Regions from separate parts of the Macaca fascicularis genome. Here region 1 is linked to region 2. Evidence: chromatin contacts called from public Hi-C data. All regions are on one chromosome and are shown on one strand. Each heading gives the region's core, a stretch centred on a gene start, on an enhancer-like site or on the middle of the called end of the contact. The rest is flanking DNA. Distances are from core to core; before and after follow the strand shown. Region 1 holds the start of SLC29A3 (solute carrier family 29 member 3). Region 2 overlaps SLC29A3 (solute carrier family 29 member 3).

Region 1 (4,943 bases), core at 1,512-4,011, 64 kb after region 2:
CGGGTTCACGTCATTCTCCTGCCTCAGCCTCCCAAGTAGCTGGGACTACAGGCGCCCACCACCTCGCCCGGCTAGTTTTTTGTATTTTTTTTTAGTAGAGACGGGGTTTCACCGTGTTAGCCAGGATGGTCTCGATCTCCGGACCTCGTGATCCACCCGTCTCGGCCTCACAAAGTGCTGGGATTACAGGCTTGAGCCACCGCGCCCGGCCGAGTCAGCTACTTTCAATCTATGGTAGCGCCTAAGACAAATGGAAGAGCCTGGGCTACCAGCAACTATTGTCTACATGTCCTTGGGCAGGTTACCATATTTCTGTGCCTCAATTTCCCTAAATGTAAACCCAGGGAAGCCATTTTTATGATAGTTATGCAACTGCAACTGGCTGGCAATGCCTGGCCTGTAAGCAGCTGTTGAACAAATGTCAGCATCTCCCTGGCATCCTGGGCCTGTCGCATGGCTGGCTGGCTGCTGGATTTGGCTGTAAAGTAGCATGCCTGCTTCTTTGCTCTAGATAGCACTTAGGATGTGGCAGCAGCTTGTTAAATGAGAAATGTCTCCGTAATGCTGAGGATGGGACACTTCAGAGTCCCTTCTGCAGTAGCCTCTTCCCTACCCAATAAACTAATAAATAAATAAATGCATCTTGATTTCTATAGGAGGCTAAACCTAACTCAAAGCATCGTGCCAAGAAGACTGGGGCCTTTATTCCCTGGTGGGATGGGAATACCTCCTCATGTGGGTGCAGAACCTTATCCACTATTTCAGGAGAACCTCAGAGCATCCCTTGGAATTAGAGCAAAAAACATTGCTCTCTTTTTTCAGATGGAAAGACTGAGGTCTGGAAGGCACTTGCTATGTCCCACATTCAAATAGAAAGAACTCCCAATAGCTAAACTTAAGTCCAGTAATCACAAATGCCAAGGTCTGTGCCTAACAGAGGTCACACTTGAGGCTGACAACAGCCTAATATATTAGGTACTACTCTAAGACCCATTTCACAGATGAGGGGTCTGAGGCTCAGAAAGGTTGAGTAACTTGCCCAGGGTCACAAAACTAGCAGATGGCAAGAGTGAAGTTACACAGCCAAGCTGACTGGGGACCATGCTGGACTCCTCAGCACACCGGGGAGGACTGGCTGGGAATGGGAATCTTGTGTCTGCTGGTTCCAAGTACAAGCATCCTTCCTGCAAGCGTTGAAGTCAGTGAGTGGGGAGGGGCCCAGGCACACTGAAGGCACCCTTGTCAATGTTTGCTGAATGAATGGACTCTGCACCACCAGGACATTCTCCCCTGCTGGGGTAGCATGTACCCTGGAGCCGGCAGGCGGGAGGCCACTGGATGCCCAAGTGCAATGCATCCAGCCAGCAAGTCTATTTTAAACTCCTCTGGTTAGCAGAGCCCCTCCCCAGCCTGGATTCGGATGGAGGCTAGCATTAACAAGCTCACTGTCTGGAAGCTCACTGTGTGGAAAATCTCTTTCCACATGTACCCACTCACAGAGTAAAGGCCATGTGAAGGCACAGCAAGAAGGAGGCTGTCTGCAAGTCAGGAAGAGAGCCCTCATCAGAAACCAAATCAACCAGCATCTTGATCTTGCCCTTCCCAGCCTCCATATCCATGAGAAACAAATTTTAAGCCACCTAGTCTATGGTATTTTGTCTGGCACAAAATGGTACAAATGTAACAAGCTCACCTGTTACATTTTAAAAATTAGTGTTTAAAATGTAAAAAATAATCATGACCCACCCACATAGAACAAGAGAGAACCACAAGTGGTTCTTCCCAGAGGCTCCAGCTACCTGTGGCTAGAAGGACCACCAGCCCTGTCACTCAGGACCACACTTGGCTAGGGCCCCTTCTCAGTACCTGGCGTCTATTTGTCAAGGACCATTCAGCCTTGACTGAGCTTCTGAACAAGGAGCCAGGAATTTTCTCTAACCAGGGTCACAGGCCAGGGCACTGGAGTGAGCAGTCTTATTAGTCTTTACAAAAGCTAGCTGCTGACTTCTGGATTAAAAAAGAAAGAGAAAAGCAGGCAAGGAAGTGCCCAACCTTCCCCAAAACAGGCTGGCTGTGGCCTGGAACGTGCTCCTGGGTCACCTGCAGGAGCCCGGCCATGCATAGAGAGGTAGCCCTGCACAAGGAGGCAGGCACTGCTGGGGCCGCGGCAAAACCTCATCTGGGCCAGGAAGCCTAGGTACTGGTTCCAAGGAGGCTCCTGACTCTGGCTAGGTGGCTCTCCCTTCTGTGCCTCGATTTCTTGGGCTGTGCACCGGGGTGGGGAGCTGGTAGGGCTAACCTGTGGGAGGGCACTGGGAAGCGCAGGGCACCGCCCACTGGCCGCTGCAGAACCGGCTTTGCGGTGTAAACAGCCCCAGCCTCAGGCCGGGCAGCTGGGACCGAGAGAACCAGCCAGCAACTGGATACTTCGGGCCGACAGGTCCATACCAGGCCCCCACCATACAGGCAGTAAGGTCCAGTCTCAGGGAGGAGGAGGAGGGGAGAGAGGATTTGAGGAAGAGAAGACAGAGACCCAGAAAGAGGGGTGGCAGAGAGCAAGGAGGGAGAGGAGGGACGGTGGGGAAGGGACCACGGAGGGGGTGGGGTCCTTTGGCTCCCCTGGCAGCCCGCAGCCGTCCCCAGGGCCCGGGAGGGAGGTCGCTGAGCGCGAGTCTGGGGGGTGCCGGGACCGGAGCCGGAAGAGCCCGAGCCAGCCCGCACTTACTGTCGCCGCTGCGCTGCGCCGCGCCGCCGCCGCCTCCGGCGCACGGCCAGGACCACTGGGCTTGGTAGGCGGCAGGCGGGCTCCTCCCCCGGCCCCGCTCCGCCCCTCCCGGCACCACGCCGCCGCTTCCCCGTTTGCAAACAAGCCTTTTTCCTTTGTCTTCTGCCTGCGCGCCGGGGCTCCCCCTCCTGGCACTGGGCTGGGGCCAGCCTGCGCCCATTTCACAGGAGAAAAAGTGAGGCGCCCAGTGTTAAACGCACTGCCCATGCTTGCGATGGGTGCGCGGCGCATCAGGCCTCCTGGTTGCTGCTCCTTTTTTACCTTGGAGTCAGACCCCACTGTCTGAGACCTCCCCTTTAGCTACAATAACCTGCACCCCAGGACTAAGAGGAGCCCTCATCTTGCCCCCACACCGCTGCCGAGACCCCTCTCCAAAGGCTGCTTCTACCCTTCCCGGCTGCCCCTGCTCTGGAGGTGAAGCGGGACCCACACCTGGACTGAACTGGGCCTCCCAGGCTGGGCAGCTATTTTCAGTAGACCCAGAACTTGGCAGTCAGCAATTCCAGCCCTCACACTTGACCGCAGCCGCAGCGTGTAACACACAGCTGTTGGGTGTTCTTTAAGAAAGTGGGGGCCGGGTGCGGTGGCTCACGCCTGTAATCCCAGCACTTTGGGAAGCCGAGGCAAGCGGATCACCTGAGGTTGGGAGTTCGAGACCAGCCTGACCAACATGGCAAAACTCCATCTCTACTGAAAATACAAAATTAGCCGGGCATGGTGGTGGGTGCCTGTGATCCCAGCTACTCGGGAGCCTAAGGCAGGATACTCGCTTGAACCTGGGAGGCGGAGGTTGCAGTGAGCCGAGATTGTGCCATTGCACTCCAGCCTGGGCAACAAGAGGGAAACTCCGTCTCAAAAAAAAGAAAAGTAAAGAAAGCGGGAACCAGGCTGGGCGCACTGCCTCACGCCTCTAATCCTAACGCTTTGGGAAGCTGAAGCAGGTGGATCGCTTGAAGCCAGGAGTTCGAGATCAACCTGGTTAACATGGCCAAACTCCATCTCTACTAAAATTACAAAAATTAGCTGGGTGTTGTGGCGCACACCTGCGATCCCAGCTATATGGGAGGCTGAGGCAGGAGAATTGCTTGAATCCGGGAGGCGGAGGTTTCAGTGAACCGAGATGATGCCACTGCACTCCAGCCTGGAGCCTGGGTGACAGAGCAAGACTCCAACTCAAAAAGAAAAAAAAAAAAAAAATAGTGGAAACCTTCTTGACTCCCGGTCCTGGCCCAGTTGGCCAATTCAGAGCGGGGATCTAGATGCTTCACAGGGCCTGAAGATCTGTGACCATGGATAGTAAATCCTTGCAGTTGCCACCCCAGGGCTCAAGAGTGCCACAGAGCCCATCGAGGCTGTCAGTAGTGTGGACAGGTTCTCAGAGCATCCCCACTCCCCGCCCCAGCCTCTCATTTTATAAACCACCATTCCCCAAACACTGGCCTGATCATATAAGTCTCTGGGTACACATCCAGATTCTGGGGACCTCTCCCCAGGAGGGTTGCTGCTACTCCCCACTCCCTAAGGGTGGTGCTATACCTACTTTGTTTGCTCTTCCCTCATAGTGGGCACATAATTTGTGTTCAATAAATACCTGGATTGATACAATCCATCATTCAAGGGGTGCAGACTGGGAAGCCAGAATGGATCATTTAACAAGCTCCACCAGCAGGCGAGTTTGGAGACTAGCACCCTAAATTGTCAGAAAGCCCCCCAGCCAAGGAGAGGAAGGGGCTTAGCTCCAGACTTACGAGCTGCGGGATAATGGTAAAATTACTAAACCTCTCTGAATCCCAGGGTCGGCTTAGGACTAGCGGGAGCATTAAGTCAGGTGATCCATACCAGGCACTCAATGCAAATTTCTATCACTTCCAAGGAAGACACTCCCCACCCCCAGAATGTGATAGTTCATATGCTAGTTTAGTCATCAGGCCTTATTTTTGGCCTTCTTTACATTGGGAAAAAAAATCCTCTAATATACAAAGCATTTTCATGAACAGTCTCTCATTTGATCTCCCCTCCCCCACCCCAGTACCCAGTGAAATGGGATTGTTGTCCCCATTTTATAGATGGGGAAACCCAGGCTCAAAGAGGTAAAGTGGCTTCCCAGGGCATACAGCTGGCAGTGATGGAGTGGCAGAACCCAGAGCCAAGGCTCTTC
Region 2 (4,969 bases), core at 1,504-4,003:
AGACAGCAGGAACCTCAAGCCACAGGAGCTGTGGGCCCAGAGAAGGCAGGGCCCTTCCTCTTAAGTGTAAAAGCCTTGGGGTGAGGGCATGCGGGAAAGGAATGAGAGCTATAGTTTGCTGGAAATCTGAAGAATCAAATGACGCTGGACCTCCAAACATGAGACAGAACAGAGTTCAGGGGTAAGCACTCCTCCCCAACCCTTCTAGTGTCCCTCAGATGCAGATCTGGCTCAATTTCCAGGTATCTGCGAAAGGAGGGGCTCCAGCTTCAGGTTACAGGGCACATGCTTGGTCACATGCTGTGGGCTGGAGGGTGTAGGGATGGACCTTGAGGGAGCATGGGGTGAAGGACCTTAGGCACTGGGAGCCAGGGAACTCTCAGGCCAGTGTGCCCCACTATTTCAGGCCAGCAGTGTCCACAGAGTGCACTCTGGATTTTTCCAAAGTGTCCAGCCTATAGCACTCCGCACAACAAAACTGGATCCCTGAATCAAAAGACAAAATGACAATAAGTTAAGCTTAAAGATCTCAAATGGCTTTATTGCAATTTTAGAATCTGGCAACACTTCATTCCATAAAATAGAATAAGTGTTTCGATAAGCTGAGCAGAGCGAGTTGGTTTTATAGACAGAGAGAGCTGAAGGAAACAGAAGCAAAGAACAAAGAGCCTATTCGTTGCTTCAGAGCCACTTTCCTCATGAGGTGGGGACAGGGAGACAGAATGACAGAAAAATAACTGATTCATTAACATCAGGCTACTCAACGCTACTTCTCTCGTATAAGGAATAAAGCAGAGGGGATTCACTCTTGTGCCTGTTCAGATTTGAACTGGCCTGTTTGGGAAATTGCCTGCTACCTCTTTTCAGGTAACTACTTAGTTTGGGTTTAGTGACATGGAACTTTAGCATGGGTGACTCCCTTTGGATTTTTAGCCTGGTCTGTTGCGGCCTAATTCAGAAACTTAGTCCAAAACAATGGCCTCCTATAATTTTCATTTAACACTTGCCTGCTCTGAGAAGAGTAGGAATGACAAGACAGCAAAACATGGACTGACCCTCTGCCCTCACTGGTAAGGAGCTCACCTTTTGGACTCAGGCAGACCTGGATTCAAATCCTTGGACAAGCCACTTAAATCCTCCAAACCCTAGTTTCCCCGTTGGGGGGCAACATCTCCCTCTCAACTGAGGCATGGTGAAGGTGAAGCAGACAACAAGAGTAAAGGATTTAGCAGAGCATTTCATTCTCCTTGAAGCCAGCTTCATTGGGCAATGACACCTCCCCCAGTTGTTCCCATCTGAGGTGGTGTTTCTCTAGAAGCCGATCCCAGACAAAGATTTAAGTGCGAGTCGTTTGTTAGAAGTGACTTCAGGAAGCTCCAGCTGAAGAATGAGGAAGTGAGACAAGAAAGGGAAGGAGACCAAAATAAGATGTGTTATCAAGTAGGTTACCATTGTAGACAATGGGAGCTCCGGGGAACAGCCTAGCAGAACTGTCGTACTCAAACTTCAGCACAGACTCACTAGGAGGGCTTGTTGAAACACCAGTGACTGGGCCCCAGCCCCTAGAGTTTTAGAATCAGTAGGTACAGCTTAGTAGTAGGCTGACAATGTGCATTTCTAACAAGTTCTCAAGTGGTACAGATTGCTGCTGGTTTGGGACTACACCCTAAGAACCACTAAGTGTCTCAGCATGATCTCAACTGAGGGATGAGGAAGCTAGGGAATTTCTCCACCAACTCCCTGTTCATCAGTATTTGGGGGCTGCTTCTGAGGGCATTCGCCCTCTGGCACTCAAGTTGACTCAGGCCAAAATGGCTCCTATGGCCAGAAAAGCCCTATTAAGCCTGTTGCTAGGGTCTTCAGGTCCTTTAGCTGGGAGACAGGGTGGGGAGGAGAACCTCAGAGAAGCTTGCAAGGTAGTTGCCATCTGAAGGATTTCAAGGGAAGCTAAGGGTCAAAGATGGCTTCGTTGAGTCCCTAGCTATGCATTCATATGGTCGTATATTTTTGTAAAATTAGCAAGAATATTTTGTTGTGATTTCTTTTTACATTCTAAATAAGTTTGTTTTTATACCTGATTTTATATTTGCAATTTTTTATTCTTTTTTCCAAAAGAGGGCCCCCCAAATTGTCTAAGCTTCAGACCCCATAAAACCTGGATTGGTCCCACATGGTCTAGTAGGAACACAGATTTAGGTTTGCTGAACTGAAATGAGTGTCCACGGTTTGACTGATTAAGAAAACAAGCCACCTGAGTTCAGGACCACCCAACTTCAAATTCCAGCTCTGCCACTCCCTAGTTTGAGGTAGTTTGGCCAACATGCTTAATCTGTCTAAACTCCTGTTTTCTCATTTACAAATTGGGACAGTAACCATACTTTCCCTACAAAATCAGATGATCAAATTAAATAATCCTTGCAAAGAGCCAGGCCGACAGTAAGTGCTCAACAAATATGAGTATCTTTTTTTTTATCATTATTTGCTCCCCTGGTTTATTTCTGCTTTTTATCATTTGCCTCCACGATCTTCCTCCAAGACCAGGTAGGAAAGAGTGATCTGGGGACAAAACAAAAAGCCGCTTCCGGAATTGGCAGGTCGCCTCTCCCTAGAGCTTTCTTGCTGGCTCTTCCAGCCCTACTGGCTCCGCCCCCCTCGACTGGGCGTCCACCCCGTTGCCGGGTAACTACCAACGGGCCCCCGCGCGGGCCTTGGCTGTAGGGCCCGGCTCCCGGCCTGCCCCGCGGCTCCCGGAAGCCGCTCGCGACCATCTGTTTCGTGGCGTGTGGCCGTTTGCCTGCCAGAGGCCAGCGAGGGCGGTCCAGGCCCTGGCTTTAGGAGCTGTTTCTGGCCGCGCTGAGCGTGGCGGGCCCGGCACAGCCGTGAGTTGCTAAACGAGGTGGCTTTGCGGACCTGACGATTCGACACACCCCGCTTGGTGTGTCACCGCCGTTGGGAGTCTCCAGGTAGCCCGATCCCAGGGAATACCGAACGGCAGCTTAGAGCATCTTCCGGGAGCATCTGCCGGTGGCCTGGGCACCTCCCCATCAGCCCCTACCGTGCCACCCCCGCCTGGGCCTTGAGGCCCGGAGATCTGAGCACTCCGGGACCTATCCCTCAGCCTAACCAACTTGGTTCAGCTCTGTGACATTGGGCCAAGTGACTGAGAAAAGACAGGGCCAGACACGGTGGCTCACGTCTGTAATCCCAGCACTTTGGGAGGGCGAGGTCATGAGTTTGAGACCAGCCTGGGCAACATGGTGAAACCACGTCTCCACTAAAAATATAAAAATCAGCCAGGCGTGGTGGTGGGTACCTGTAATCTAAAAATATAAAAATCAGCCGGGCGTGGTGGTGGGTACCTGTAATCCCAGCTACTCGGGAGGCTGAGGCAGAGGCAGGAGAATCGCCTGAATCCAGGAGGTGGTGTTTGCAATGAGCTGAGATCACATCACTGCATTCCACCCTGGGCAACAAAGGGAGACTCCGTCCCAAAACACACACACACACACACACAAACAAACCCACTTCTAACTGCTGCTACTCAGCATGTACATTCAGGGAAACTTGAATCTATGCTCCTGGGTGGCCATCCTCAAGCTTTGGGCTTGAATAAACTCTATAGTTAGTCATATTTTCTATATCTAATTGTTTAAGGTGGACAAACTTCAGAAGCTTCTTTGCTCTTCTGGTACTGATAATACCAACAGTGAATAATAAGTGATATTGTTATTGGTTGCTTACTTCCTACCCCTGATAAATGTTCTAATGCTGAAGTCTAAGAGGTATAATAGTTATTACGCCCATTTAGTATAATGGGTATAATGAATGAGGAACTAGGCTCAGGGAAGAATTTGATTTGCTCTGACACACAGCTCTACAGGGCCAGATTTCCAACCCAGGGTAGTCAAGTCCAGAGCCTGCAATTTTCACTTGAAGTCTTCCTGTAAGGATTGACAACAGGATGTTCAGTCTTAGCCAGGTGCCTGACAGCTACTGAGGGCCCAGTGGAGGTTAGTGGGCAAATCATCATAGTAGTTTTAATAAGCAATAGTTCTGTCAGTATCAAAGAGTGGCTGTGGTCAGAGCTTTGTGAGAGACACATTGCTGTATTTACTTAGGACGGGAACAATCTGGAGTTTGTTTCCACCACTCCCTGGAGTTTCAAGTCCTTAAAAATGTTCAAGCTGGTTTGCCTTTGTGTCTTCTATTTCCTGTCTACACTTTGCTCCACCTCTATTTTTGCCCCTTCCTCCCCCACTTCCGGTTATACCTAACGCCACAACTGACGCCCTTCGCTTATGAAAAATGGCCAGCTTTCTGCCCTCAATTTAAACGGATCAATCCGTAGCCCCAGACGTTCTTATTGTTCTTGGCTAAAATGAAAATGGCGAAAACATAACCACAAAAGGCAGACTCTTGTTAATGGGGGTCCTAAATGTGAAAGGGAGAACTTACCTGGCCCGTGAGTATCTGGCTTTCAGTCAGCGGAGACAGCGGTCTGTGCTCTTCCTAAATGTCTGCTTATACCACACTGGGGTTTGGAGACTCCTGCCTGCTTCTCCCTTTCCTTGCCTATGAAACGAATAATATTAGTCACGTCCAAGTACCACCTGTATTTTTTTTAAAGTACTTCTTAAATTGTTTTTTTAGTTGATTTACTTATATTTACTTTTAAAATGTGTATGTCATTACTTTAATGGAAAACCACTATCAGCTGCCATAAATAGAAAGTAAGAAACCACATAAAGAGATGAAAATTAAAATATTGTTTTCAATTCTAGTGGGCAAAACCTTGAGTGCTTTGTTAAAAAGGGAGACTGTTGAGTTTTAGTGAGGTGTTGAAGAATTCAAACACTAAACTGAAAGTTTCTCCTGTGGGTAATCAGGATTGAAAGTATTGAAAAGGGGAGAACTTGGACATGCTGAGGTTCTGTGTTTAATCCTCTGCTTGGTAGCACCCAAAGTCACT

The links. Hi-C and Micro-C count contacts between places; a contact is called where the count stands out from the background.
Region 1: a contact with region 2 is called in a Hi-C map of liver, with 1.6 times the contacts expected there. The contact joins the promoter of SLC29A3 here to the enhancer-like site in region 2. A contact is called at or near these places in 2 of 2 Hi-C or Micro-C datasets (liver and skeletal muscle).

What each region holds. Positions count from the first base shown.
Region 1 is chr9:75,097,363-75,102,305 of T2T-MFA8v1.1, forward strand. It overlaps SLC29A3 (solute carrier family 29 member 3), which reads right to left and starts at 2,762. Exons shown (of 7, transcript XM_074001875.1): 1 at 2,726-2,762. The coding sequence starts at 2,726.
Region 2 is chr9:75,033,113-75,038,081 of T2T-MFA8v1.1, forward strand. It overlaps SLC29A3 (solute carrier family 29 member 3), which reads right to left. Exons shown (of 7, transcript XM_074001875.1): 6 at 4,456-4,572; 7 at 1-1,380. The coding sequence ends at 4,482. Among named protein-coding and RNA genes, the nearest start is that of CDH23, 20 kb to the left of the region's middle. Within about 2 kb of position 2,754, at least 3 of the 6 cell types and tissues checked have an H3K27ac peak or open chromatin away from gene starts, as enhancers often do. A contact at or near this core is called in liver, where this site is marked.